Regions from separate parts of the Mus musculus genome. Here regions 1, 2, 4, 5, 6 and 7 are each linked to region 3. A link is a contact called in public Hi-C and HiChIP or PLAC-seq data. All regions are on one chromosome and are shown on one strand. Each heading gives the region's core, a stretch centred on a gene start, on an enhancer-like site or on the middle of the called end of the contact. The rest is flanking DNA. Distances are from core to core; before and after follow the strand shown.

The links. A called contact is a pair of places that touch in the nucleus more often than the background predicts. HiChIP or PLAC-seq counts read pairs in DNA pulled down with a chosen protein or histone mark.
Region 1: a contact with region 3 is called in an H3K27ac HiChIP or PLAC-seq map of bone marrow-derived dendritic cells, with 17 times the contacts expected there. The contact joins two enhancer-like sites. A contact is called at or near these places in 1 of 484 Hi-C or Micro-C datasets (bone marrow-derived macrophages) and 10 of 115 datasets of contacts at active chromatin or transcription factors (CD8 T cells, T-cell acute lymphoblastic leukemia, bone marrow-derived dendritic cells and 7 more).
Region 2: an H3K27ac HiChIP or PLAC-seq map of large pre-B cells shows a contact between it and region 3, with 7 times the contacts expected there. The contact joins two enhancer-like sites. A contact is called at or near these places in 1 of 484 Hi-C or Micro-C datasets (bone marrow-derived macrophages) and 2 of 115 datasets of contacts at active chromatin or transcription factors (astrocytes and large pre-B cells).
Region 4: an H3K27ac HiChIP or PLAC-seq map of regulatory T cells shows a contact between it and region 3, with 7 times the contacts expected there. The contact joins two enhancer-like sites. A contact is called at or near these places in 1 of 15 datasets of contacts at CTCF or cohesin (large pre-B cells), 1 of 484 Hi-C or Micro-C datasets (bone marrow-derived macrophages) and 1 of 115 datasets of contacts at active chromatin or transcription factors (regulatory T cells).
Region 5: a contact with region 3 is called in an H3K27ac HiChIP or PLAC-seq map of bone marrow-derived dendritic cells, with 8 times the contacts expected there. The contact joins two enhancer-like sites. A contact is called at or near these places in 6 of 39 promoter capture datasets (the 3T3-L1 cell line, 3T3-L1-derived adipocytes, liver and 2 more), 2 of 15 datasets of contacts at CTCF or cohesin (the NIH/3T3 cell line and large pre-B cells), 13 of 484 Hi-C or Micro-C datasets (B cells, the C2C12 cell line, the NIH/3T3 cell line and 10 more) and 17 of 115 datasets of contacts at active chromatin or transcription factors (the SCID.adh cell line, T-cell acute lymphoblastic leukemia, astrocytes and 14 more).
Region 6: a Hi-C map of uterus shows a contact between it and region 3, with 6 times the contacts expected there. The contact joins two enhancer-like sites. A contact is called at or near these places in 2 of 484 Hi-C or Micro-C datasets (both in uterus) and 1 of 115 datasets of contacts at active chromatin or transcription factors (T-cell acute lymphoblastic leukemia).
Region 7: an H3K27ac HiChIP or PLAC-seq map of bone marrow-derived dendritic cells shows a contact between it and region 3, with 5 times the contacts expected there. The contact joins two enhancer-like sites. A contact is called at or near these places in 1 of 15 datasets of contacts at CTCF or cohesin (the NIH/3T3 cell line), 4 of 484 Hi-C or Micro-C datasets (nephron progenitors and uterus) and 5 of 115 datasets of contacts at active chromatin or transcription factors (T-cell acute lymphoblastic leukemia, bone marrow-derived dendritic cells, double positive thymocytes and 2 more).

What each region holds. Positions count from the first base shown.
Region 1 is chr10:96,372,448-96,376,160 of GRCm38.p6, forward strand. No RefSeq gene overlaps it. Among named protein-coding and RNA genes, the nearest start is that of Gm33782, 65 kb to the left of the region's middle. Within about 2 kb of position 1,979, at least 141 of the 459 cell types and tissues checked have an H3K27ac peak or open chromatin away from gene starts, as enhancers often do. A contact at or near this core is called in bone marrow-derived dendritic cells, double positive thymocytes and regulatory T cells, where this site is marked.
Region 2 is chr10:96,405,725-96,409,356 of GRCm38.p6, forward strand. It overlaps the pseudogene Gm20091. Among named protein-coding and RNA genes, the nearest start is that of Gm33782, 98 kb to the left of the region's middle. Within about 2 kb of position 2,382, at least 60 of the 459 cell types and tissues checked have an H3K27ac peak or open chromatin away from gene starts, as enhancers often do.
Region 3 is chr10:97,331,601-97,335,569 of GRCm38.p6, forward strand. No RefSeq gene overlaps it. Among named protein-coding and RNA genes, the nearest start is that of Mir3966, 90 kb to the right of the region's middle. Within about 2 kb of position 2,666, at least 51 of the 459 cell types and tissues checked have an H3K27ac peak or open chromatin away from gene starts, as enhancers often do. A contact at or near this core is called in the SCID.adh cell line, T-cell acute lymphoblastic leukemia, beige adipocytes and 5 more, where this site is marked.
Region 4 is chr10:96,459,512-96,463,375 of GRCm38.p6, forward strand. No RefSeq gene overlaps it. Among named protein-coding and RNA genes, the nearest start is that of Gm33843, 140 kb to the right of the region's middle. Within about 2 kb of position 1,265, at least 65 of the 459 cell types and tissues checked have an H3K27ac peak or open chromatin away from gene starts, as enhancers often do. A contact at or near this core is called in regulatory T cells, where this site is marked.
Region 5 is chr10:96,630,875-96,634,780 of GRCm38.p6, forward strand. No RefSeq gene overlaps it. Among named protein-coding and RNA genes, the nearest start is that of Btg1, 16 kb to the left of the region's middle. Within about 2 kb of position 2,242, at least 84 of the 459 cell types and tissues checked have an H3K27ac peak or open chromatin away from gene starts, as enhancers often do. A contact at or near this core is called in the SCID.adh cell line, T-cell acute lymphoblastic leukemia, beige adipocytes and 3 more, where this site is marked.
Region 6 is chr10:96,548,455-96,552,431 of GRCm38.p6, forward strand. The region is part of intron 3 of Gm33843 (a long non-coding RNA gene); the gene reads right to left. Among named protein-coding and RNA genes, the nearest start is that of Gm33843, 48 kb to the right of the region's middle. Within about 2 kb of position 2,002, at least 30 of the 459 cell types and tissues checked have an H3K27ac peak or open chromatin away from gene starts, as enhancers often do. A contact at or near this core is called in uterus, where this site is marked.
Region 7 is chr10:96,684,249-96,687,993 of GRCm38.p6, forward strand. No RefSeq gene overlaps it. Among named protein-coding and RNA genes, the nearest start is that of Gm33897, 30 kb to the right of the region's middle. Within about 2 kb of position 2,058, at least 109 of the 459 cell types and tissues checked have an H3K27ac peak or open chromatin away from gene starts, as enhancers often do. A contact at or near this core is called in bone marrow-derived dendritic cells, double positive thymocytes and uterus, where this site is marked.

The DNA.
Region 1 (3,713 bases), core at 729-3,228, 960 kb before region 3:
TGTCCGCAGTCTACCATTATGTGGCACAATGCTCTCTCTCAGGATGCTAGGTAGCACCAAGTTGCAGCAGCTGTCAGCCAGACGTGCGCTCGTGAAAGGTAACATTGCTCTTTTGCAATAGACACAAGTTATTAAGCTATTGTATTTGGTAGCGCAGGCTTGAGATGTTTCCAGCCTACAGTGGACTATGGGGATAGAGGAAAAACTCCCAAGAATGTTGCATCTGACATGGTATTTTTTCAAGGAAAGGGCGTCAGGAAGAGAACATACCATTAACTCCTAATAAGGGCAAAGGAAAAATGGACTCAAGGGGAGAGGGTTTAAATTTATGGAGTGTTGACTTTATGGTAGACACTTGATGTAACACTTGGCTAACTTTATTTTCTCAGTTTCTCCCAACAATCCAGTGGGGGTATCAACATTCCTCGCACCTATCACCACCGCTAAAACTCAAAGAGCAGCTCTTTGTCTCGGCTTTAACAGCTGCTGAGTGAGAGAGCCGAGGCTTACACTCTTGTCTAAGTTGTTTAGAGTACGCTGGGCAGTCTCAGCGTATTCCTAATGACCCGAGCTCCCTCTGAGCCCTGTGAAGTGAAGAGGAATAAGATGTATGGTCCGTACTCAACACCTACAGTTCTAGTCAGGAGACAGATCAAGAGAATGCCTTGGTAGGCACAAGAAAGGGTACAGAAGCCCACAAAAGCCATGAATCACAGAGGCCTCCAGGGGTAGAGGAATCCTAGAGGAGGATAGGCTAGAGAGAGGCTTGGAAGAAAGCTCAGGCTTTAGAAACACAGAGGGTCCATTTACTCTTCCAGAAGGGACTGTGTCAAACTGAGAATGCCTACGAGGAGGTCAGAGAGCGCAGTGAGCAGCTACCACTGTGTTGTCTATGTTAGCACAGGGGGAGTCCTCTGACACCCTTGTGCCTCACAGTATGGCCTAAGCTCTGATATCCGTAACCACTCCTCCCCCAGAGACTGTTAGAAATGCAGAATTCGGTGCCTGGCATCAGAAGCACTCAAACAGAATCTGCAAGATCTCCGTGAACATTTGAGAATCGCTAGGCTCAGTCTTTCCAGAGTCCTTCTTTTCGATGCATCACAAAGACTGAGCAGAATCCACAGGCCCTTTTCTCTGCCCTTTGCCCCACCCCTACCCCTTCTGCAGAAGCCTCCTTGTCTATCAGGGCCTGAGAGACGCTTCCTCTTAACTGCTCTACCTAAAACCCAGCATCCTCTTCCTGTCGCTTGAATGCCATGCTCTTCTTGGCCTCCCTCAGGGCCACTGATCTGTGAATGTCTGCCTTTGAGAATGCGAAGCAAAGCTATTGGGCACTCAGATAACTACAAAACAGGGTGACCTCTGACAGGAGCTAGTCTCAAGCAACTGGCCTGTGTATGTCGTGGTGAGCCTGAAAGAATACTGTACATCAGCATTGCTTGTGCTCCACAGGGCCTGTGAAAGGGCAGCACAGCCCTCACCTTGGAATAGGAACACCCCAGGCTTAGAGAAGTATCCCCAAACCTGGAGTGGGGCCTGCTGGCTCATCTGGCTATTTGGTTCAGACTTCTGATTCACAGCCACCATCCAAGAAGATTCCAGGTTCAGTAGAATTCAGGGAAAGAGACCCTGTGGCTGGGTGTGGCGTCATTCTTCTGTAATTCCAACATGTGGGATGCTGAGGTAAGATGACAGTGAGTTTGAGGCCACCACAGACTCCAGTTTGAGCTCCTGTTCTCCACACATATAGGAAACATTGTGCACCAACTCCGAAATGTGCTCTGGCTTCAGTCATGACACATGTTTTGAACTTGTGACTCCCAATCACATAACACAACACAATAAAGCAAGAAAGACGACGACAACAACAACAACAAATTGAACAAACTGAACTGACAGCTCTTCTTAGAGCCTTCAGAGAATTGAGGTCACAGACTGCTGCCGACAAGCAAGAGCGGCAGGCCCATGAGTGTGGAGAACGTCAGTTCACCAAAAGCAGAAGTGTGGAAACAGAAACCACTACCACCCACCAACAAATTGCTATTGTTCCCGTCTGCTCAAGCCTGAGAATTGGATATCTTAGAGGGTCTAAACAAAGGAACTTTCCTGAGTTTTACTGATATTAGACTCCTACTGTGAAAAAACAAAAGTAAAATACTGTATTGCTTCCCCACGGGGTAGGGACATCGTCATTTTAAAATATACCTGAAGTTCTGGGTTCTCCTTGCTAAGACTTAACCTTCAGGACACTGGTGCAGCAGAGCCTGACTCATGGGGTTTTACCAGGGGCTTAACTGATCTGGGAAGGGAAATACCCAACTTGGCCTCACTGAAACACGGAACTGATCCGGGACTGTTAAATTGTCTCTTCCTTCTACCAACAGGTCAACAGCCCTCCCAAGAACACAGAGAGAGCAGCAGAAAAAACCTGCAGGCCTCAAGCCGGTTCAGGAGTCTTTAGGCTGACCCAAAGATAACAGAGGTGGCACAAAGGACATGGGAAGTTCCATCTCTTTCACACATCTAAGCCTCCAGAAATGATAGCCAGATAAACACAAAGGGACACTAAACTCAGATGCCTCTACAGTGAAGCTCTTCGTGTACCCAAGTAGTAGTCTGCTCACATGGAATGTTCTAGCACCTCTACTTAGTATAAAGGACTAAGGGAAACAGCCACATGGTTTGGCATTAAGAGAAGAAATAAAGTCACTTTACAAAGCCCTGACAGTTGTCCTTTAGCCACAAGCAAGTATTTATCCTGAGGTCCTCCGGCCCTGTGAAATCCACAACAGCTGAGACATCCCTCGTGGTTCACGCCTATAATCCCATTACTTGGAAGGCTGAGTCAAGGAGCTAGCCTTGAACTTCAGGCCAGCCTGGGCTACAGAGAATGACCCTAACTAAGAAATAAAAACACACAGGAATTGTACTTTAGAGCCTTAGGAGATTATATGTTTCAAGTCATCAAGCTGTCAATGAAGGCTTTATGGTTTATTGTGATAAGAAGTTCAGTTAATTAGTAAGTATTTTAGATGATGTTCTCTTGGTGAGTCTTGTTTTTTTTTTTTTAATTAGCTATTTTCTTTATTTACATTTCAAATGTTATTCCCTTTCCTAGTTTCCCCTCTGAAAACCCCCTATCCCTCCTCCCACCCCTGCTCACCAACCCACCCACTCCCTCTTCCTGGCCTTGGCAGTCCCCTACACTGGGGCATAGAACCTTCACAAGACCAAGGGCCTCTCCTCCCATTGATGACCGACTAGGCCATCCTCTGCTACATATGCAGCTAGGGCCATGAGTCCCACCATGTGTTTTCTTTGATTGGTGATTTATACCCAGGGAGCTCTGGAGATACTGGTTCATATTGTTGTTCCTCCTATGGGGCTGCAAACCCCTTCAGTTCCTTGGGTACTTTCTCTAGCTCCTTCATTGGGGACCCTGTGCTCAGTCCAATGGATGGCTGTGAGCAACCACTTCTGTATTTATGAGGCACTAGCAGAGCCTCTCAGGAGACAGCTACATCAGGCTTCTGTCAGCAAGCTCCTGTTGGCATCCACAGTAGTGTCTGGTTTGGGTGGTTGTTTATGGGATGGATCCTCAGGTGAGGCAGTTTCTTGATGGCCATTTTTTCAGTCTCTACTTCACACTTGTCTCTGTAAATCCTTCCATAGGTATTTTGTTCCCTCTTCTAAGAAGGACCAAAGTATCC
Region 2 (3,632 bases), core at 1,132-3,631, 930 kb before region 3:
CTTAAGGACAGGCTCCCTGCCCGACAGTTGATAGCCGACACAAAATAAACTCAGTGGTGTTTTGAAAGCTCTTTGTCTCATGTTTTCTTTGGGATTTTTTTTTCATTACTGATATTTTGCTTGTATATTATAGTATCTCTCTCTCTCTCTCTCTCTCTCTCTCTCTCTCTCTCTCTGTGTGTGTGTGTGTGTGTGTGTATTTCTCATGCTTTTAATTTTTTTAAATTCTGGTTTGTTTGCTTTTTTATTTGTCTTTGTTTCCTAGACAGAGAGAGAGAGAGAGAGAGAGAGAGAGAGAGCAGGCATGGAGTTGCATGGATGGGGAGATGGGTCTGGGGGAGATGAAGGAGGGGAAACTGTGATCAGAATATATTGGTATACTATATGGAAAAATGTTTTCAATTAAAATTTTTAATTAAGATTAATGATGATGATGATAGCAAAAGAACATGCTGCTAACTTTTCTGTTAAGGACACTTCTCCCACCTCTCCTGGTAGAATACTGACTCAGAGCCAGGTACAGTAGCACACACCTATAATCCCAGAACTCCAGGGAAGGAGAGGCAGGAGGATCAGGAGTTTAAGGTCATCTTAGGCTACATATTGAATTTGAGGCGAGACTGGACTATAGGAGACACTGTTAAATCAATAACAAAGGCTGCCTGGTTGGGTCCCGGGGCTTTTGTTAGCAAGCATATAAATTCCAGGCAGGTTCTGTCTCTAGTCTTTATCTGATTACTTTGAGCTTTGTGCTCAGAGTTACTTCCTATGTCAAGCTATTAAACCTCCCTCCCATGGAGACCTCGTGCGGTCTTCTGCCTGTTTCTCAGCTGTTGCAGGAGAAACTTTGTTTCCTTGCTGAACTGATTACCTGTAGGCTCAGCGGTTGCTGCTTGCTTGTGAACTACACTTGACCCTTTGGGTGAGATGGATGAGAATTAGGGAACCCTGGCCTTGGACTGGCATTTGAGCTTCATTGGTTGGCTGTATTGATAGGCAATTCACTGAAGCCAGTGTATGCCAGGTGTTCCGATGCAGTTACCGATAACACTTCCTTGCTCTCCGGTGTCCCTAAATTCAGTTATGGAGACAAGACACACAAACAGAGGAAGACAATAACCACATGGAACAATTCATGGTAAATGCCGAGTGCATCTGGGCTCTCAGGGGATGGACAGAATGCTGAGGTCTGTGGCCATGTGTGAGTTGCTTGAAGAATGGCCTTAAGGTGGCCCTAAAAACATAAAAGAGCACGGAGACTTGAAACAGGCAGCAAGGAAAGGGACTTGCTGAAGATTGCCAAAATCATAGCGGCCGTTCCTCAACTCGAGCAAGTAGTGGTAAAAGTGAGCCGCCCTCCTGTCTTAAGCAAGCCGATGTTATAGGCAGGTTTGATGGCATCTAGATCAGAAGGTATATTCGAGCCCATTAAAATGAGTGCCTACTTAATGTTCAATCTGCTTCCCAGACACGTGTGCAAGCGGTTGTCAATGGTGTTGTAATCGATAACCAGGTAGGTACAGAGGGAGATAGAGAAGCCGTGAGAAGGATGCTGAGCAACGACACAAGCATGGGCACCTAGCTGAGTGTTGGAAGGGTTTCCATCCCAGTCACAGTGTCCACAATGACACTGTAGGATTCAGGCTTTGGAACTACGGTGTGAATGCCACCGAAGCTTTGATTTCTTTGTGCATTCTACCGTGAAGCCAAACACACATGACAGTTCTGGTCTCACAATGGCTTTTCAGATTTTTCTTTTCTTTAAAGACTGGAAACTTCCATCGGATGAAGTTCTTAGAAATGTTGCTAGAGTAGATGTGACAGAGCCTGCTCATTGCCCACTGAATGCCTTTTTGCCTCCTACAGCGTGGAGCAGCGTGGCTCATCGGAAACAAACGCTTACTTCTAAGAAGACTAAATCAAATTAGTAATTTTGCTTTTTGTTTTTCCTTCCCGTCGGCCTGAATTGTGGAGGAGATAGAACTCTGGCAGCTTTCTTGAGAAAACAAGATGGGATTAGACTCTGATATTGTGGAAACAGAAAGGCAGAGGTAAAACAGGTATCTAATAAATCAGGTATCTAATCAGGTTATGAAACTAGTAGTGTATCATGATACCAGTTTGAACCAGTCTGCTTCTTAAGTTGGTAACATGAAGCAATAAATAAATAAATCTGTCAATCTTAATTTCCTTTGTGTTGGTTTGAAGATTTCTACATTTGTGTAAAAAAGAGCAGTTCTTAGTGTTAAACTGATGACTGTTAATCTGCAGAATGTGAAACTAACAAACAGGAAACTTCTCGAATAGAAATAGAAGTGAACACAGACCAGTGTCTTTCCTACCACAGCGTTTGGTTTACTTACTGAGAAGCAGTGGGTTACTGTCACCTTCCTACATCTATTAATAAACAATGGACCCCCCCCCCAAGGAAGTCAGAGTCACAGTCCTCTGCACAGAGGGTTGTTTGAGGAAAGAGACCGTAGACAAAACTAGACTTTTCATCTCTCTTGTCCCAAAAGGCATGCTTAGAGTAGATCTTTGTCACTACTGAATAAAATGTACTTTAGTCCATTAAATGATTAAAAATCAGAAGACATGGTGGTCTTTTAAAGAAGCGTTTTCCTACTAGCTGTTGGTTATTTTATGTAGACTGCACTATTTAACCACTGATGTAACCCAGAGAGGGGAAACGACACAGAGGAAATCAGAGGAGAGGGGAGGAGAAGATAAGGTAGGGGAAGTAGGGGAAAGAAGGAGACAGGAAGACAAGAGAGGATAGGAGAAGAGAGACCCTGTGGCCAGTTCCAGCAGGCATGGTCTAATGGAATACAATGGCTGCCTCCACTCTGGACAGCTCAGCACACCAATACTAATACTGAGGAGAAATATGACACCTCCATCCCACAGCAATCCATCATCATCCATACAGCGAAGAGGGTCTGTGAGCTCCTTCAGCCTGCCCTTCACTCTGCTTGTCTGAACACTCCATTTCTTTTCTTTTTTTTTTTTACGTCATTAGTTTATTTACAATTTTTTCTAGTATATAGTTCAAGAGTTTAATCCAACTTTCAGATCATCTCTTAAACTTTCTTCATTCTGTTAAAGGGATGAATTAAATATCCTTATTTTTTAAGTAGCTGGTGTCTTACTATAAAGAAAGGAGCGGCAAGCCCAGATCCAAAGTACAGGATCATCATAGCCAGCAACCGCCACTTGTTTTCCACTGAAAATGGCAAATTCTTCCCTGGATCCTCCTCATAGTGGCTGCGACAGACCATGGTGGTGGTGAACCTCCGGATACTCTGGCCCAACATGTCACTGCTGGAAGTTCTGTGAGGGCCGCGGACACGGAAGGCAGAAGAAATGGCCATACCACCTAACTCTCCTTTCTTCACGACCTTGCTCTGAACACCCCATTTCTTAATTGTCACAACGGTCCTCCAGGCCAAAAGAGTCTTGAAAAGGGCGACTTCACATGACCTCCCTCTGGAGTCTGAAGTTGCAAAGAGATCTTGAGTCTTTAACTATAGGTGACCTTCCCACAACGACGGTTCAATGGCTTGCCTGTAAAGATTGCTGGTCTATCGTTAGGAGGGACTGACCAAGACCATCTCCAAAATATGGCATAAAGA
Region 3 (3,969 bases), core at 1,416-3,915:
ATTGTGTTCCTGACAGTGCAAATGCTGGGCACCAAGCAACACTAAAGACAGCCATCCCTCTTGAAGAGATTGCAACTTACTGTTGGTAAGACAGGGTTAGAATTTCCTTTACTGTCATTTATCTATTATTAATTTACTAGAAGCAAAGTTGAATATTTATGGATAAAAGTCACGTTGAAATGGTAGTCGCCCAAAATATCCATGTCATTGGGTAACTGAGTACGAAAAGAGAGCTTTTCATGTGTGTGCAGTAAGGGAGGATATGCATGTACATGTGTGTATGTATATACGTATATACAAATATACACATACATACATATATATGTATATGTATGGCTATGTATATATGTATGTCTATGTATATATGTGCGTATATATGTATATGTGTATATATGTATATGTTTGTATATATATGTATATATGTGTGTGTGTATGTGCATGGATATATATATATGTACATATATATATATATATACATATATATACACACATATATACATAGACATACATATATATATATATATGTATATATACATAGACATACATACATACATATATATATGTGTGTGTGTATATATATATATCTCCATGCATATGAAGGCCAGTGGACAACCCTGACTGCTTTTACTCAGGCACAGTGGAACTTGTTTCTTAAGAAAGGATCATTCATTGGTCCGGAATTCACTAATTAAGCTAGGTTTTTCTGGCTGGCAAGGCCTGCTACCACACCTGGCTTTTTGATGTGGGTTATGGCTATGAAACTCAGGTTCCAGTGTTTGCAAGACAAGCACTTTAGTAAGTTACTTCTCTCTCAGCCTGTGAAGTTACCTCTTAATAAAGGGTTGCTAGGAATTGGCAAGAAGATGAGAGGGAGAAGGTTGTCTCACATTAAGCAGGCACTGAATTAGACTAGAGCTCCTTCAGAACTCGGGAAGCCTTCAGAGATGCCAAAGTCTTGGTCTTGACTTTGGGCTTCCAGAGCTGTGAGAAAAGAGGGTTCTGTCATCTCAGTGTGTGGTGTTTTGTCAGGACAGCCTAAGTTAACCAAGACTCCAGCCTCCTGTGAAGTGTAATTAGGTCTTACAGCAATTTTCTGGATTATTTGCTGTTGCCTGCCTACCTATGGACTTAAAGGGGTCTCTGGAGGGTCCCTAACTTCACACTCCCAATTCAGCTTTCTCTCCCACTCTCCTTTTGCTGACTTGCCCAACTTCCTGTTATCAAAACCCCATGTTATTCAGGAGCAGCAGCTGTTCTCCTTGTCCTCTGCAGTTGTGGCCTCCTGCGAGTTTTGACTGTTCCCTGTGAAGAAATACAAAGGCACCCTGCCCTCCCCCGCACCACTAAAAATTCTGATCCATGTATTTTTACTGAGGTTACAAAGTAATAATCCCACAAGATGTTCCACCACAGGGGAAAAAACAGACAAAACAAAGCAAGACAAATCCAAAAACCTAGGACTTTGAAGGATTGGTTAGGGTTAGTTTTTGTAAACGAACAGATCTGGTAGATCTGTCTGACTCCTCAAATTCAGATTACTCAAACTATGGAGATACCATAGGGTTAGAGGCATAGGTCCAAAAGATTATGTGAATAGGACAATTTTTAATGTTGGTTTTAAGTCAGTCACATCTTAGTTGCCCTCACTCCTGAGGGCAAGCAAGCATAGCTATAGAGGACAGTGTAGCTACAGAACTGTCAAGGCTAGAAATGTCACTGAAAGGAGAATTTGGGGTTTGGATAACAGATCTTGAAGCCACTGGAGAGAGGAGGGCTTTGCGCTGGCTCCTCTTCTGATCCTCCATGTCTTGCTCTGCTAATTTCCTGTGACTTACCAAATTCACTTTTTAGTGAGTAAAAACTTCAAAACCACAACCAGAAAATGGAAGAGCAGTGAGACTTAGTGCCCAAGGCCAGAAATGAAAGCACCAGGATAGTTTTTCAAAACAACACTACCTTCCAAAGGAGAGAAGCAAAGGTGTTTTATTTGGGAACCCTGTAGATAGCCATTCTTGAAACCACATCAAAGCCAGTTCAAGCTCAAGGTAATATGTACATATTCAAAATGGAAAGACAGAAGGTATTAGAACATGGCCTGGACTTTCAAGCCCAATTCTAGAGCCCGAAGCAGGCCACACCTTCCTGGAACTCTGCCTGGGATAGCAGTTTGAGAAGCAGTCAGTAATGTGACTTGATATCTCTCAGTCTATAGCACTTAGTTCCCTGGTATGCTCTCTCTCTCTCTCTCTCTCTCTCTCTCTCTCTCTCTCTCTCTCTCTCTCTCTCACACACACACACACACACACAAAACAAAAAACAAAAAAACAAACAAACAAAACCACACACTATGCTGAACTGAATCATGTGCTGCAAAACGTTTGGCTGCATAAAGGTTATTCAAAGTTGACCCTTTGTTCTAGGGGTTGATTTGAGACTACCCAGAGAGATTGCTCAGCTCAGGGATTTGGTCTAGAGATAAGGCTGCTCTCTGAAGAGGCCCTGGTCTCTTCCTCCTTGACCTTCCCCAACTCCTCTCCAGGCTTTGAAGAGAAGCCTCTACTCTCATTTAAGGCTCCATCTTGTGCAGTGTATTGTTTCTGTTCCAGCCCCAAGGCCCACTTGTGGTTTCAGCTCCTCTTTACAGACCAACTGCAGCTGGTTTTCTGTAGTATCATCTTTTTTTTTTAACAGAGGAAAGAGACACTTCAGGGCATGCCCAGTTCTGTACTGTGATCAAACAAATTTACTAGAGGCTAGCTGAAAGAATTAGAGGAAATGAGTTGGAGATCTTGGCTGCCTGGTCTTTCATACATTTCTCCAAAGAATTTGAACTGAAACATAGAAAACAAACAAACAAAACATTGAAAATGTCTTAACAGCCTTGTAAACTCATGGGATGGGAGTTTTCCCTTCCATACATTCAGGAGTAATGTCCCTTAAAGAACTAGCCTTGTTTCTTGGCTAACAGAATAACTCACGTTATTCTCAGTTTTCTGGGTCTGTGTGCAATCCATCTGTGGAGACATTTCAGCCCACACTGAAAGGATCTTCACAAGGAAGGACAGCGATTTAGAGATTTCGTTTCTTCTCTCCCCCCTCACCCCCCGCCCCCAACCAAGGAAGCTTACTGCACTTTGGCTCTACCCTCTGGCCAAGGGCTGCCACTCTCATTGTGCAACAAGAACTCAGCTTGGATCTTGAAATGACTTCTTTCCCGGCCTGCCTTGTGACTGAACATGCTAAAAAACGCCTCACTGTATAACAGCCCAGACTAATACTTACCAAGAGAAAATAAAAGTGAGCTTATAAAAGCAGAGGCGTGAGTCACTAGGAAGGAACAGCCAACACAGCCTTTGCTGGGCTTTTATTCACATGGAAACGAAACCCCTCCAGCCCCACCTCCTCCAGCATCTTTTCTCTGTCTCAAAGTACTCTAAGTCCCAGGGAGACTTAGTGTGTCAACAGGATGACCCTAGGTTAGGCCTGCGGGCTTTTCCAAGAGAGGCAGGAGGTGAAAGACCCCAAATGCCCCTAAAAACCACCGTGAGACTATTTCCCTCTTTTAAAATGGAAAATGGACAAACTCTTCTCTATGAAATTGAACAGGACCACATCTTTGTAAGACTCAATCATCCTACCTGATTATGTCTTGTAGATTCTAATAGTATTCTGGGAGATGCCTTTACATGTCAACACAGTTGAGGAAAAATCAACTGTGATGAGAGAAGAAGAGCTTGGGTAATCTCAAACACGATATTTAATCGATTTTTATCATTTTCTGTGTCTTTCTGTCCCTTCTTGCCCATTGCCTGGAATGTACAAGTCATGCTATCTGAGATATAAGGTATGATTTATGCAGCTGATACTAGCAATGTAACTTAACAGAACATTGACCAAATGGATCCTATTTAATATAAGTTCTATTCTCATTAAAGAATTTTAGAGACAGTGTTTTTCTCTTTCTCTAAA
Region 4 (3,864 bases), core at 15-2,514, 870 kb before region 3:
AGACATAGGGCTGAAAGTCTGCCTAAACTCCTGACATTCAAAATCTTAAAAATCTGCTCTTATTTTTAAGCCATTAACTGAAACGGTTTGTAACATAAAAACAGACCATCAAACTGAGGAAATTGGACAGATTTTTGGCACCATCGAGGTGGACCCACATTTATTTAACTTTATATAACTGGTCACAAATTAAGTCTGGGAATGGGCATGGTCCTGAAAGCCTTTATAAGATTGTCACATAGAATTAGAGTTTGTGGCCATGAACTATCTAAAACTGTGAGTGTTGGAGACTGAGCTGGGAAACCACACTGAGTCTGAACAGTCACAATTTAGCAAGTCGTTAACATCTGGGATTCACCAGAGGAACACAATGAAACAAAACTTTCTTCCTAACAGTTCTCTGTAGCACACTACTTTGCACAAGGCGTGCAGCAGAGAGGTAAAGAACTCTGCAGCCAGAGGTTCCAGGAAGACAGCAGTGCCTTCTCCCTAAATGATACACGAACACCTAAGCTCCATTTCTGCCAAGTGCCTTCTCCAGGACAGCACATCTGCCTTACACAGAAAGGAAGAGAACGGATCCTTTTTTTTTTTTTAAGCTACATTTTCAGAATTGAATTCAGTGCCTTGTATTCGGTTGTAAGCTGAAATTTAGGTGAGGAAACAGCTAGACAATTCTCACTTAAAGCCTGAAGAAAGGGTTTTAAGATTCTACATTGCAGAGATGGCTACTGGGTCCTTTCACATATGCTGGGAATTCGTTAAGGGGCTGTGTATGCCAAGCCACGCCACCAATTCCGAGACATTGACTCTAACTGAGATGTCTTTATTCTGGTCACACCGGCAGAGTCGCACCTCAGCTAATGTCTACTGACGCATGACACTTTTGCCTGCCCTTTAAGCCATTTATATATTTGCTTTAGGCAGCGTGCACTCTGTATCTATTGATATATAACTGTCACGGGGGTGAATCTAAAACGCCAGGGTTGGAGGAAAAGGAAGGAAGGAGAGAGGGAGGGAGGGAGGGAGGGAGGGAGGGAGGGAGGGAGAGAAGGAGGAAGGGAGCGAAAGAAGGAGGAAAAAAAAAAAAAGCACTGGCTTGCCCTGGAAGGCTGTCTGCTTTTTGAAGCTTCAGATTTCAAAAGCCACAGTCAGTGCTGTGGTGGTTTTGATTATAATTGTTGCTATGTGGCCCTCGTGGTTTTCAGGGCACCTCGTATGTGACCACGCGTGGAACAGGCTGAATAGCGCTGATTAGTGCATGACTATGACACAGAACTGTCTAGAGGTCTTCCAGGCCCCTGTGCTCTCTGGGAGGGGAATGCCCTGAGGCTGGGCTGTTCAGCCTTTGGATGTGTTAACATGAAATAGTTTCCCCGCTCCAGTTTCCACTCGCGCGCGGTTTTTTTCCTGGCTCCAACTTGGTGACCTAATTCTCTAATTTCCCCCCTCAGAGAACATACTTTTTTCTTAAATTATTTTTTTTCTATGAAATCTACACCACTCCCTCCACCTCCTCTCTTTTGATTTCTTATTCAGCCTGGAAACCACCTCACCATTTGTAATTAGCCTGAATACTGGAGGGAGGGAGAAGGGCTCCCCTCAGGAAATAGCCAGAATAAAGCAAGTCCCCCTTCTAAGAGCAGGGAAGAGAAAGGCAGGCCCATGTAAGATGATTAAATGTCCCTGCCTTTTCATCTCCTGCAAAGCTCCAAACCCTGATGAGGGCTATTCTTTGCTCTACTTTGTAGGCTTAATTGACTCATACCACACAGCCTCAGCTTATGAGACTAGACACACTCAGCTCTACTCTCTGAGAATAAATGTAGAATGGGAATCCACAACTTTCAAATGTTACGTTAATGACACGTTATGTTTCTAGGTTGGTCTTTTCTGGATATATATGTAAATGTGTGTACATATAAATGCAGAGGCTGGGGGCTGGCATGCAATATCTTATTCAAGTGATGTCTACCACTTTTTTTTTTTGAGACGAGATCTGTTTCTGAATCCAGAGCTCACTAATTTGGCTAGATTAGCCAGTGAACTCCAGAGGTCAGCCTGTCTCCATACACTCTTGACAAGATTCTAGTCACATGTTGTCTACGTGCATGTTGGGGGTCTAGATTCAGGTTATCCCTCTTGCATGCCAAGCATTTTACTATTTATGGCATCCCTCCCCATTCTACCTGTTAATATCATCTTGACCTAATTTTGCCATGTGTGTATTACTGTGTGTTTTAGGCTCTTAGAAATACCATTTCTATGAAAGAATCTGTCATGTTTCTTGTGTTTCCCTTTACAAATTAGGTTTCTTTTTTTTTTAGGTATTTTCCTCATTTACATTTTCAATGCTATCCCAAAGGTCCCCCATACCCACCCCCCCAACCCCCTACCCACCCACTCCCCCTTTTTGGCCCTGGCGTTCCCCTGTACTGGGGCATATAAAGTTTGCAAGTTCAATGGGCCTCTCTTTGCAGTGATGGCCGACTAGGCCATCTTTTGATACATATGCAGCTAAAGACAAGAGCTCCGGGGTACTGGTTAGTTCATATTGTTGTTCCACCTATAGGGTTGCAGTTCCCTTTAGCTCCTTGGGTAATTTCTCTAGCTCCTCCATTAGGGGCCTTGTGACCCATCCAATAGCTGACTGTGATCATCCACTTCTGTGTTTGCTAGGCCCCAGCATAGTCTCACAAGAGAGAGCTATATCTGGGTAAATTAGGTTTCTTTAAATAATAACATCTACAGTTCAGTCTGTCCTCTGTTCAATATTTCGCTTCTATTATCCAAATCAGTATGGCAGGTAATGGGAAAGTAGTCACTGGAGTCTCTATTTCATAGATGCAACATCTTAAGTGTGGTGTTCTCATAATTCGCCTAAAAGGCACAGTTACTGTTAGGCCTGAGAACAAAACCCAGGGGTCCCGATTGGCAAAACTTCATATCAGTCACTTACCTAAAGCACCTTTCAGTGCTTTAGTCCACCGCCAGTTTGAAGACTGTTGAGAAAAGAGGGAAGAGGAAACCAAAGAGCCAGGAAGTGAAAGGAATGAGAACACTTCCCAGCCATGTAGAGGACATGGGCAGTGGGGAAATGCTTATAAACTGACTAAAAGACATGCTTGAAAACTGACTGCTGAACTTGACAATCTCTAACATCCCCTCAATGCTACATAAGTCGATACCCAATCTACTTTAGTATAGAGTAAAGCAGTCACTACAACCTTTAGAAAGGTCTTCCTCTCTCCTGTTGAGTACAGCAAACATTCATTTCCAATTTCCTGCCAAACAGAGTTTCATCAATTTATCCTTTATTGGGTATAACAGTGAGAAGCAGGCACCTTCCCACTGGGCACCAAGACCATGGCTTTTTATTCCCTTCTATATAGCTTTGTAGTTTTTTTCAAATACCAAAATGAATAACTAAATATACAACTATAATTATTAAAATTTCAAAATATCCATTGATCTGAACTAGTTTATCAAATTGATAATGATGTTGTGTATTGGCCATTTGAGTGCTTTGTTGAGAAACAATCTCTTCAGATGAATGTCTATTAACTAAATAATCTGTTACCATTCTAAATTTCCTGGCACCAGAAAACTCCACAATGAATCAGGTGATTAATCTATGTGGAGAAAACAAAAGACAATCTAGTTCTTGGCTGAATCATTTATGAAGTTCCTGGTGTTACCAATGTACCAAAAGCTGAGTTTCCAGAACCATTTCTGCTGAGAAGTGGCTGGCTGGCTGGTTTGAACAAAATCTCTAACAAGACTGTGGGTGAAATCACTGGTGTCCATGATCATTGGTCAATAGACCCTCAGGAACCTACAGGAAATGTAATTTCATTTTACCTT
Region 5 (3,906 bases), core at 992-3,491, 700 kb before region 3:
TCAAACTCCAGTCCTCCAGCTTTACCAGCAAGTGCTCCCCCCACCCCCTATGAGCCATCCCTCCTATCTAGGCCTTGCATTTCTCGTGTGTGATCTTATTCGATAGGACATTTTTAATGTCAAGGGTCTACTACTTAGACTGACTCTTTAGAAGATGCTAAAATTAGATTAAAGATTGTACATTTTAAAATATGTATCAAGGGCAGAGCATTTTTTTCTTTTATTGTCATTTGAAGATAACAACAACAACAACAATAATGCCCTCTGCTTTTAGAGAGGAATGTGAAGAATCAAGCAAAATGGCTGACGGGTCGGTTCTGGGACAAGGACATACAGAGTCGTATAGCACTGTGTGTGGTCCATACATTAAAGGCACTCAGGGCATTGTTGCTGGGGTAGGGGTGGGAACAGGTTGCTATTTTAAGTAAAAAGGTCAGGCATGACCTCCTTGAGAAGGTCACATTTGAGCAAGAAAGCTTGGCGACCAAAGGAACAGCTTTGGAGAGAGAATCTGGGGAAAGAAGATTCTGTTCAAGCGATTAATCGAATTCCATCCTCATTCCCGGGCTTGTGATCCCACATCTGGACCCTCTCTGTGATAGTGTCAGCTAACCTGCTTTCTGCCAGCCTTCCCTCCTGATCGTTGGTTTCTGCAGGAGTCAGCACATCTCTGATTACTGGAAAGCCTTAGCAGTAATTTTCCCCCCTAAGCCTTCCTTTCCACTTTGCAGAAAATTGCAAATCAAACCAGACAGCCTGATAAGATGAGGTAAACTTTAAAAAGTAATTCTGATTCCTTTAAAGTTCGACATCTGCAATAAATATGAAATGAGATTTACTGCTCGGGATAATGATACAAGCAAGGGAAGAAAACAAAAACCGTGTCTCGGTAACTGGAAAATTCAGTTATCCCAAGAAATCTGTTCTAGAGCATCCAGGATTACAGTAAAGGCTCTTGTTGTCATCTCAAGACCTTGGCATTCGTGTGTATGCGATAAGAGTAAGGGTACATCGCCTTCGTCATACAATAAATAATCTTGGAACACTTAGCTTCTCTTTCGTTTATTAGTGGCTATGTGTGTGTGTGTGTGTGTGTGTGTGAGTGCACATGCCACTGCAAGTATGCAGGTCAAAAGACAAATTTTGTGACCTTTTCTTCCACCTTCTATAGGTTCCAAAGATCAAACTCAGGTTGTCAGGAATCTTTACCCTCAGAGCTATCTCACCATAAAGCGCCTTCTTAAGTTACTGGCAGGGTCACATGGCCTATTGAGTTACAGAGTTTCAATGTTAAGATTTGTCTATGTGCATATTGTTTTATTCTTGGTTCTATTTTTTTCACGGTTAGAATTTTTTGTTTTGATTTAAAAAAAAAGATGTATTTCTATTTATGTGTATGCAAGTGTATCTATGCCACATGTACACCTTACCTTGAATAGGCCGGAAGAAGCAGTTTGCTCCCCTGGAGCTGGAATTATAGGAAGTGAGTTGTGAGTTGCCAGGTGGGTGTGTCATCTGAATTTGGGTCCTCTAGGAGAGCATCGGGCAGGCAGGCAGGCAGGCAGGCATCCTTCTTACCCTCAGCCACCTGTCTCTCCAGCCACCAGTGTGTTTTGCTTTTAAAACAGGGTGTCATGTATCCCAGGCTGGCCTTGAATTAACTGAGTAGCCAAGGACATGCTTGAACTTCTGACGATCCTGTCTCTACCCCACCACGGGCTGGGATTACAGTCACCTGCAACACTGCTAGTTTATGAGGGATTGGGGATAAGCGTAGGGGATAATGCTAGGCAGGCAGTCTAGCGTCTGACCTATGCTTGCTCCCAGCCTAGTAGTTGTTTGTTTGAGATGGGGATCTTTCTGCATATCCCTAGCAGTCCCGGAAAAACTCATTACCTGGCCTCCACCTCACAGAGCTCACCCTGCCTCTGCCTCTCGACTGCTGGGATTAAAGGCTTGCACATCCACCTCTGGCTCTTGTTTTTGTCTCTGAGGTCTTGTTACATAGCCCCGGGCTCATACCCCGCTTGCTTCAGTTTCCCAAGAGCTGGAACTTCAGGCATGAATAACCAGCTTTGGTCTGAAGATTTTAAAGTATTTCCGTGATTCATTCACTTGGTACTTTCTAAAATAGATTTCACCATGACTTCTGTCCTGGTTTCACTCCTTAGCCCAAGAAGTGAGATTCATCGTTCCTACCCACACTGGCTGGATTAGTTCTCTCTAGGTGGCCTTCCTTTGACTCCAGAGGGATGGCCTGAGCACTTGGTGTGTTGACATAGAGATTAAACCACTGTCGTGACTCTCGCCACCTCTGTGAAAGTCTGAAATGGAGGCAGAAAGATTTTCTGGATCTTACAAAAGGATCCCCTTTTAACATTTTCCAGTTTTGAAAATAGTTTTTTTTTTTTTAATGTATTCATTCTATGGTTTCATTTTCTGGTTTCTGATTGTGGTTTCCCCTCCCCCCACTCCTCCCAGTTCCTCCCAACCTCTCCTCTCCCCTGGATCCACACCAAAAGGATGCTTCTTAAAGTCGTAGATATTGACAGATAATTGCGACCACTTGACTAAGAATGAGATAAGGTTGTAGAGAAAGAGAGAAAGGAAGAAAGAATGGGAGGGAGATAACACTAAATATTGGTAGTCATGGTATTTAGATTACATGCAGAATCAGAAATTTTACCCACATGAACATTTACCAAAGGTGACAGGAGACCTGTATTTATCTGGGGGCATGGGTATTTGAGTATATGCTTAAATCCCCAAATCTGTTCTCATAAACACTGTGCAATTATCTAAAAATTTGCTTCAACACCAGTATGTGTGTTTGCCTAATGATAACAGGCCCACAACCAAAATTCCCCAATGTTAAATTTGGCAACACAAGAAAAATAACCATGTTAATTTGAACCTTAGCACCATGGATACCGGCGGTGATTACGGCCTGGTGAACCTGCTAATATTTGCTTCCACAGTCTGTGTTATGTCTCCCAGAAGGTTTCCCAGATGCTTCACTGTGTCTCAAAAGTTGATTCTCTTGATCAAAATGCTGGCCAGGATCCTCAGGCTATGAGAAGTGTTTTTGCCCTTGGTTTTCCTGGGAAATGTCCTGCCTCCATTTCACTGTTTTCCCCTTCTTCCCGCCCACTCAAGCTGAACTTCTCTAGTTAGGAGAATACTCTGCTGTAGAATGAAAGAGAAACACGCCTAAATGTGTGGTTGGGCAGAGTTATTTTTAAATTTAAATCTAGCATAACACTGTTATACAGTAAACTCCTGGTAAAGCTAATTGAAATGGAACTACTTAGTTGGCTATTTCACAGTTCAAGATTTCGGAGTGTTTGGGTGAAAATATTATCTAAGTGTGTGGAGTGTGTAGGCCTTTGCCTACATTTATGTTTATAATTTTCAATGACGATTTTATTTCACTAGAAATTTATTTCGAGGGTTCGGGGGTGGGGGTGGCTATAGGTGTTTGCTGGAGGGTAGGGTGAGTACAGTTAGCATTGGAAAGACTATGTAAGGGCAGGGAGATGGTTTGGAAGGTTGAGGTGCCTGCTGCCAAGCCTAATGACCTGAGTTCAATTCCAGGGGCCCACAGTGGCAAAAGAGAACCCACTCAAAAGTGTGCATCTGACCTCAACATGTGCACTGTGGCTCAACACACACACACACACACACACACACACACACACACACACACACAGTGTGCAACGACATGTGGTGGGTGCCACAGAGCACATGAGGAGATCAGAGGACAACTTCTGACAGTTGGTTCTCTCTTCTTTGATGATGTGGAATCTAGAGATCGGAATCAGGTTATTGGGTCAGGAGGCAAACACCTTGACCCACCAAACCATCTCACTAGCTCTACTTATTTTTAAGGCAGAATCCCCATGTATA
Region 6 (3,977 bases), core at 752-3,251, 780 kb before region 3:
TGTATGCTGACCTCCATATGTGCGTTGAAGCACACGTGAGTCCACACGTAGAGACATGCACTAACATACCACATTGAGAAATGCAACTAAAACTTTTTTGAGACAGCATATTACTATGTACCCTAGCTGTCCTAGAACTCACTATGTAGACAAGTCTGGACTCAAATCCACAGAGCTCTGCCTGCCTCTGCCTCTTGAGTGTAGGGAATAAAGGTTTGAGGCCTTATAGCCTCCATTAATAAAAAAAAAACAATTTTAGATAAAAAAAGTTCTTTGAATAGTTGTAGCTATGTACTGTTCCATAGATATTAGCTTCTATTTAAATCTCTTTTAGTTCTAGTTAAGTAACTTTTGTTTGTAACAGAGCTAGGGCTTGTATATATCACTGATCTCTGAAAAGATTTATTCAAAGCAAAACAAAACCATAAAACACATAACAGAGCCAGGATCCCTTTTTTCCTTATCAAAATTTCTATTTCCTCAGCACAAAGTCACTGTTCACTGTTGCAGAAGAAAAATGACTTTAATCTCAAAAGCGACATTAAAAATAGGAGGAAAGAAAACAAATCAATAAAGGCAAAGGTCAGAGAAACAGATGATTCCAACATAAGCCAGACTTCTGGGTGGGGGGTGCTATATACACAGGCTGAAAACCAGTCAGATACACTGGACATCTGCAAGGGGGAACATGCAGCTAGATCCGCCAGCCAAGCAATTTCATACTTTAGACTTTGAAAACTGTAATGTAACCAAATGTAACCATATAACCAGCAGGAATGGAAATAAAGAATTGTGGCCAAAGATTGCATTTCCTAACAAGATGTTTTCCTTCCCATACGTAACAAGTTTAATCACTTTCATACGTACTCACATGAATACATATGCACACATGTATGCACACACACATGCATATGCACACATACACACTTACATATACGCTACCCTATGCTGAATTAATCGTATTCTAAACTGTATTCTTCACCTGGAGAACCTGGAAGCTACTTCAATAAGAAAAAAAAATTATAACATTACAAAATGAGGAATGGTAGTTATGTCTTTCTTTTTAAAAAAATAAAATTTTACCTATTTGATAATTTCATATATGTATACATAACATACTCCAATTGTTAAGGATGCTACTCATGGCTTCTGTTTGTCATCAGGTTGACTAATATCAGTTGACAGACACTATTTCTGTTAGTTGATTTTAGTATTTTTTTTTTTACTCTTGTTCTGTGTATGGAAAGAGGTTACCACAGTTTCCTCCATAGGGCGTCAACTTTGAAACACGTTTTTAGCACCAACCCTAATAAATAATGAATTTTGCTGCAACCCAGATGTTCTAATGTCTTTTTTTAAATGTTGTCTGTGACCTACTACATCTGTTTTCACAAGCCTCTCATGGGTCATGACCTCCTTGTGCATGGAAAACATTGTCCTGGGATGGTCTTTCTCAATGTTCCCACTGAAATACCCCAAGCAGCAGGGGAGAGGGAAACTGGGGAGAGTAAAGGAAGACTAGAGAGAGAGACAGAGAGAGACAGAGACAGAGACAGAGACAGAGACAGAGACAGAGACAGACAGACTAAGGGTCTGCCTCCAGTGCAAAATCTCTTTGAAGTTTCTTTACTTCACCACTGAAGTGCACCCCACTTTGGCATATGATAGCCAACTGGACCATCAGATTTCTGCTAAAAGTTTTCAATTTCCCTTTTAAGCAGAACGGATGCTCTGGACTTCTTGCCATTGACACTCAGGTTGTCTCTCCTGCTACCTGGCTATCCAAGATGCCCACTGTAGGCTGCAACCATGTTCTGTGGGGTGATAAATGTCCCCACAATACACAAAACCAAGAAGTCTGGGGCCTTCTGGCTTCCACACAACTGTTCAGTGTAGACCTTCTGGATGATATCTATAAAGGCTCGCAGACACTCTCATCAGTTAGTGAGCCTGGGCTCTTCCCTAGTACTGCTGAATCTCGTGACTGGGAAATGACTCAGACCCTCATTAAACCTCACACAGCAAGTCTCCAGGAAGCCCCAGCAGCAGGAAGGGAACAATGCTCACAGGCATGGGAGGAGAGGCACTGAGGGGGAGCACAATGATGAAGGCTGAGCCACTTCCAAGGGGAGAAAGACATGCCAGTTCCTTGTCCTTGCAGTTGGTTGAGAGCAGTTCACCATTCTTCCCTTAAGTCGGCCATCGCATCAGACGGGCCAGGAAGAAGGGAGACACTAATCAACCAAGGAACCTGGGGGACCCTGGAGCTTTTAGGGTAACCAGAGAGTATGTGTATAAGTAGATAAACACACAGCCATTGCAGAGGTCAGAGTTCATTCACTCATTCCATATTTCTATGGACTCTGGGGATCCAGTGCAACGCGTAGGCTTGGTGGTAAGGACCTGCACCTGCTGGGTTGTTTTGGGAGTCCTCACGGGGTTGTTTAAGCACTTCTAACCTAAGGATCCAGTGGCTTGCTTAGAACTTTAAAATTGAGATGTTCTCACTTGAAATGAATTTCTAACACAGATCAAAGTTTTTTCTTTCATGAAAAGCCATCCAGGAATCTGGAAATAGGGCCACAGTGGGCTAGTGTGCATGGCATGAAAGAAAGAGAAACTGAGTTCAAATTCCTAGGGTCAAAGTTTGAAAAGGGGGATGGGGGTGGGGAATGTCTGGAGAGATGGCTCAGTGGTTAGGAGCACCGGCTGCTCTTCCAGAGGACCTAGGCTTAATTCCCAGCACCCACACAGTAGCTCAAAACTATCTGTAACTCCAGTTCGAGGGGCTCTGACAAGCTCACTCGCACAGACATGTGTGTAAGCAAAACACCAATGCACATAAGACAAAAAAAAAATTATTAAAAAGAAAAAGAAAAAACTAGGCCTGGCCTTGCATGCCTTTAATTCTAGTAGTGGGGAACTAAGACTAGCAGATCTCACAAGCTCTCTGGATAGCTAGCTCAGCCAAAACAGCTTTAAGGTTCAGTAAGAGACCTCATCTCAAAACAAAGGTGGAGGCCAATAGAGATAGACATCGAACGTCTTCCTCTGACCTCCACACACAAGCACACACATGTGCTCATACACCACACACAGCACCCCTATCCACATACAACAACAGCAGATGCAGCACACACATAAGACATCTAGGATTTGAAATAGAGGAATAAATTAAAAATAAGGAAAGGATCCCAAAGAAACCTATAAAAGATGTCTTGGAAAAACCATAGTTCCAGACAGAGTGGAGACAGACAGACACAATTGGGCTTGAACAACACTCTAGCACGTCCTTATAAATTCATGGCCAAAGATTGCTGAAATAGTCAATCAACTGTCCAAATAGATGTCCCCTACTTTTTTCCTGTACTGTGCATCTTTCTCCAGTCATAACCCAGGACCTGTAAGTACAGTAGGGTTCAGTAGAGTGCCTCACTATAGTGATTAACAAAGCCATGATTTGAAAAGCTGAATCCCATCTCTTTAAGTGTAAAAGGAATTTCATTTATTTCATGATTAAAGCAATAACACGCAAGTGTGAAAAAGTCTAAATTTCCAAGAAATTGAACACTATGTTTTTCTGGCTGAAGACATGGGAGTGAGCTCCACATTACGGAAATGACTTGAGGGTTTTTTTGTTTTGTTTTTTTTAAGTACCATTATAATAAGATGAGGTCACCTTCAAGAAAATTAAAAACAAAAAGCATTTAGGGCGGCCGAAGATTATGAACACAAAACTAAAATACAGATGCATAAATCTTATTGCCTTCTGGGACATTCCTAATGGCCACAGTCACTTAAATCCTGGTTTTAAATGTATAGTTATATGAGAAGTGGGTTTTACTTTATTTTTTAATATGTAAAATTAAAAAAAGAATAATGTGAGATTTTTTCTCTCTTATCTCTATTTTTCAATCTATCTGTTGAAAACATTCTTGGCTGCTGTGCAAATATATAGTCAGAATATATGAAATAAC
Region 7 (3,745 bases), core at 808-3,307, 650 kb before region 3:
TTGGCTTTGAACTGAAGGATCCATTGGAGGTAAAATCTGCTTCTCCAGATGCTATGGGCTGTCTAGGTGGAGTTTCAACTCAAGCCCTTGAACTCAGTTCCCAGATCAAGTTAACAGTTTTTGTTTGCTTGTTTTTTAAATTAAATTAAAAGTTTTTTTTTTATTTTTTATTTTCTCTTAGGCCAACAGGAAGAATCAGCCACTTTTTTTTTTAAATGTTGGAAAGTTCTTAAGGCTGTTTCTCTAAAATTAGAAAAGTCAGGATTATAGACACAGAAATCTGAGGGAACCTCGGGCCCTACTCGAATGTTTCTCTTCCTTGCTTTACAGGTGCTATATGAGTAAGGAGCGAGAGAAACAAAAGGTGTGCCCAGGAGATGACCTTGAGGAGAACTATGTGTATCAGTCTTGTCTTAGGGTTTTACTGCTATGAACAGACACCATGACCAAGACAACTCTTATAAGGACAACATTTAATTGGGGGTGGCTTACAGGGTCAGAGGTTCAATCTGTTATGATCAAGGTGGGAACATAGTATCCAGGCAGGCATGGTACAGGAGGAGCTGAGAGTTCTACATCTTCATCTGAAGGCTGCTAGCAAAATACTGGCTTCTAGGCAGCTAGGATGAGGGTCATGAAGCCCAGACCCACAGTGACATATCTACTCCTAGGCTACAACTATTCCAATAGGGCCTTACCTTCTAAAAGTACCACTCCCTGGGCTGAGGATCTACAAACTATACCAAGTCTCCTGGGGCTGCTCTAGCAAAATACCATAAACTTGTCAACTGAAACAACAGAAGTCCATCATGGGCTGGAGAGCATCTATCCAAGGTTAGCTCAACCGTCAAGGCTGCAGAGTGATTCTTCCTAAACCCTATGAGAATCAGAGAGTCCCTTCTGGCTTCTAGTGGTTTGATGTCAATTTTTGGGTTTCTTTGTTTCTCAGACCTGTCCTTCCGATGTCTACCTTCATATTTACTTGGGATCCTTTCTGCGTATGTGAATGATCCTCATCACCGACTTCCCAAGCTCCATGTAAGAGGGCTGGGATTTGCTGTAGTGACCTCATCATCAGCTAATCACTTGCATGGGTGGTTTATCTAAGCAAAACTAATTCCACAACTTGTAAAGTTAAGGTTATCAACATATTTTAGGTTGGAGCTAGAAAAGGTCATTAGTTTTCTTTCTTTCTTTCTTTCTTTCTTTCTTTCTTTCTTTCTTTCTTTCTTTCTTTCTTTCTTTCCTGTACTCAGATGTGTATATGAAGACAGTTTCTGTTTGGTTAGGTCACAGCGTGAAGTTTTCCTTTCTTGGAATTCCTATTGATGGGTCCTTTGCCAATTTTCTTTACGTACCTTGCACTCACTGTTTCCATGTGTAGTTATTACTAAGTTTGTCATTTTCAGTGTAGTTTTCTAAAAGTGTACAGCTACATGCGGGACTTGCAAAAAAGATCTACAAATGCAACTCTCACTTCAGTCATGAGAAATTGATTCAAATCCAACAGTGCTTGGGAGAGTGAGAACATAGGAGGTGCTTGGAGTTTTCATTGGGTATTTCAGGATTCTTTATGACAGTTCCAAAACCTGCAGGTGAGTGCACGTACACACACACACACACACACACACACACACACGCGCGCGCGCACGCACACGTACATTCCCTGCCCTGCCCCGCCTCCCCTACACCCCAAGAGATGATTTTTCTAAAAGACATCCTTACAAAGTTTCGAACAAGATGATGCTCTAGGTTCTCTGACATGGCAATAGCTTCCTTTGGGTTCCACTAGTTTTGTTTTTAACTGTTAAAAAGTTTCACACACACACACACACACACACACACACACACACACACTTAGTCATATGACTGTATTAAATGTGCCACCAGCTGTCTGCCAACAAGAGACCCAAAAGAGAAACTGTTATTGGCTTCCCCCAGAGAAACCTCCTTTATCTCAAAGAACTGAATTGCCAGGTGGAATTGAGTAAACTCTGGGGTTGCAACACAACCAAGGCATAAAGTTCACCATCAACGTAAAACAGCCAGGCCAGTTCTGCTTTTTAATGTCCTCTAAACTGAAGGAACTGAGCAATCTAAACAAGGGTGAGGCCACGGCCACGGCCACGGGGGAGTGAAAGCCATGTTATATTGACAGCTAATGAGTGAACAACAGCTCTGTCATCTTTATGTGCAGAAGACAGCTTTGTTTATGTGTACCCAAAGTTTGCTGTGAAATCCCGGCCAAGAAGGGAAAAGTTGTGTGGAAACTGCAAGAGAGGTTGTTTGCTTCTTGCTGGGTTACATGATTCACAAGCTAACAGATTGAGAAAAGCTTTGCAGAGAGCAACAAGTTGACACTCCTTGTTTACTTAAGTAAAGATGCTCTAATACGGGCAAAGTTGAACAGCTTTTGGTTTCAAATCTAACATTGTAGAATGGGAGATAAAAACACCTAAATTGTCTGTTAAGATGAAGTGTTTCTAACCTGTGTATTTATTTACCAATGACCTTTCTCTCCCTTGACCAATGTCATGCAGCCTATATTAGATACAGAGACATGATTAGATATCATTTCTTAGTGTAGTGTCTCACTGGTGCCCACCCATAGCTCAGTATACCAGGATAAGATTCCTGAAGTGTCTCAAATGAATGAACTCTGAGATTTCCCCCCCCCCCCAGTTAGTTTTTTCCAACTGGCTCACCAACAGTTTTTTACCAGAGCTGCTAATGATTAACTAAAGGAATCGCTTGGATGGAAACTTTTTCAGACCTCTCCAGAGTGAGGCTTGCCAAGAGTGGTGCAGGGGGCAGCCAGAATAAGGAAGAGGAGTGCAAGCCAGGAGTCTGCAAAAACACACATGTGCAACTGAACTTCTTGGCTCCTGGACAGAAAGCGCTGTGAGACACCAAAGCTCTTTTTCCCTTTGTATATTTACAGATTCCGAATCCAAACTCACAGCAGTGGACGATGCTCTGCGTTTTCTCAATGATGTTTACTTAATAAGCCTGTCAGTGACTGGCTACAACCTCACCTCAATCACTGCCTCTATTTCAACCATCTTGACCTTCTAAGGGAGAGCCATATAGTGGGGTTTTGGAAGAGGATGAAGAGAAATCTTTGGGGCGGGGATGGGTGGCCAGGGGCAGTGGTGGTTCATGGTGTTGGAACATAAAACACTCTGTGCATGGTATTTCTTTATAGATGTTGGCAATCAAAGAATGTTCCAGTTAAGTATGAAGACAGAAGAGAAGCAAGTTACCCATAACATCTACCTCAAACACTAATGAGAAAAAATTTGCTTTGCCATGTGCTGGTTGTGGGAAGGATGCTTTCGGGTCCTTTCATTTATTACTCCCTTCCTCTGTTGGATCAGAGAGACTTGCTGGGACCCTGGAAAGTACCCCTGGTTTTTGGCAGGCTCAGAATCTCCCCCTATGGTCTTGTTAAAATAGGTCAGCCCCATCTAAATTTTAGAATATAAAATCAAAAATACACTGCTACAATGTGAATGATCAGCTCACTCCAATCTATCACCTATTAAGACGTTGCCATGGCTACCCACAAATCCCCAGCTCCTAGCACAGAACAGGAGGGGTTCAGTGATTTCTTATTGAGCAAATGGGTGATAGGCTGCTTTGAAGACAATTACCCTTGACTTAGATGACTCGCACCCATGTTGACTGGTTGGATAATATGGTTTATGTAGGACATCTATCTATGCATCACATGCCACGTCATAAG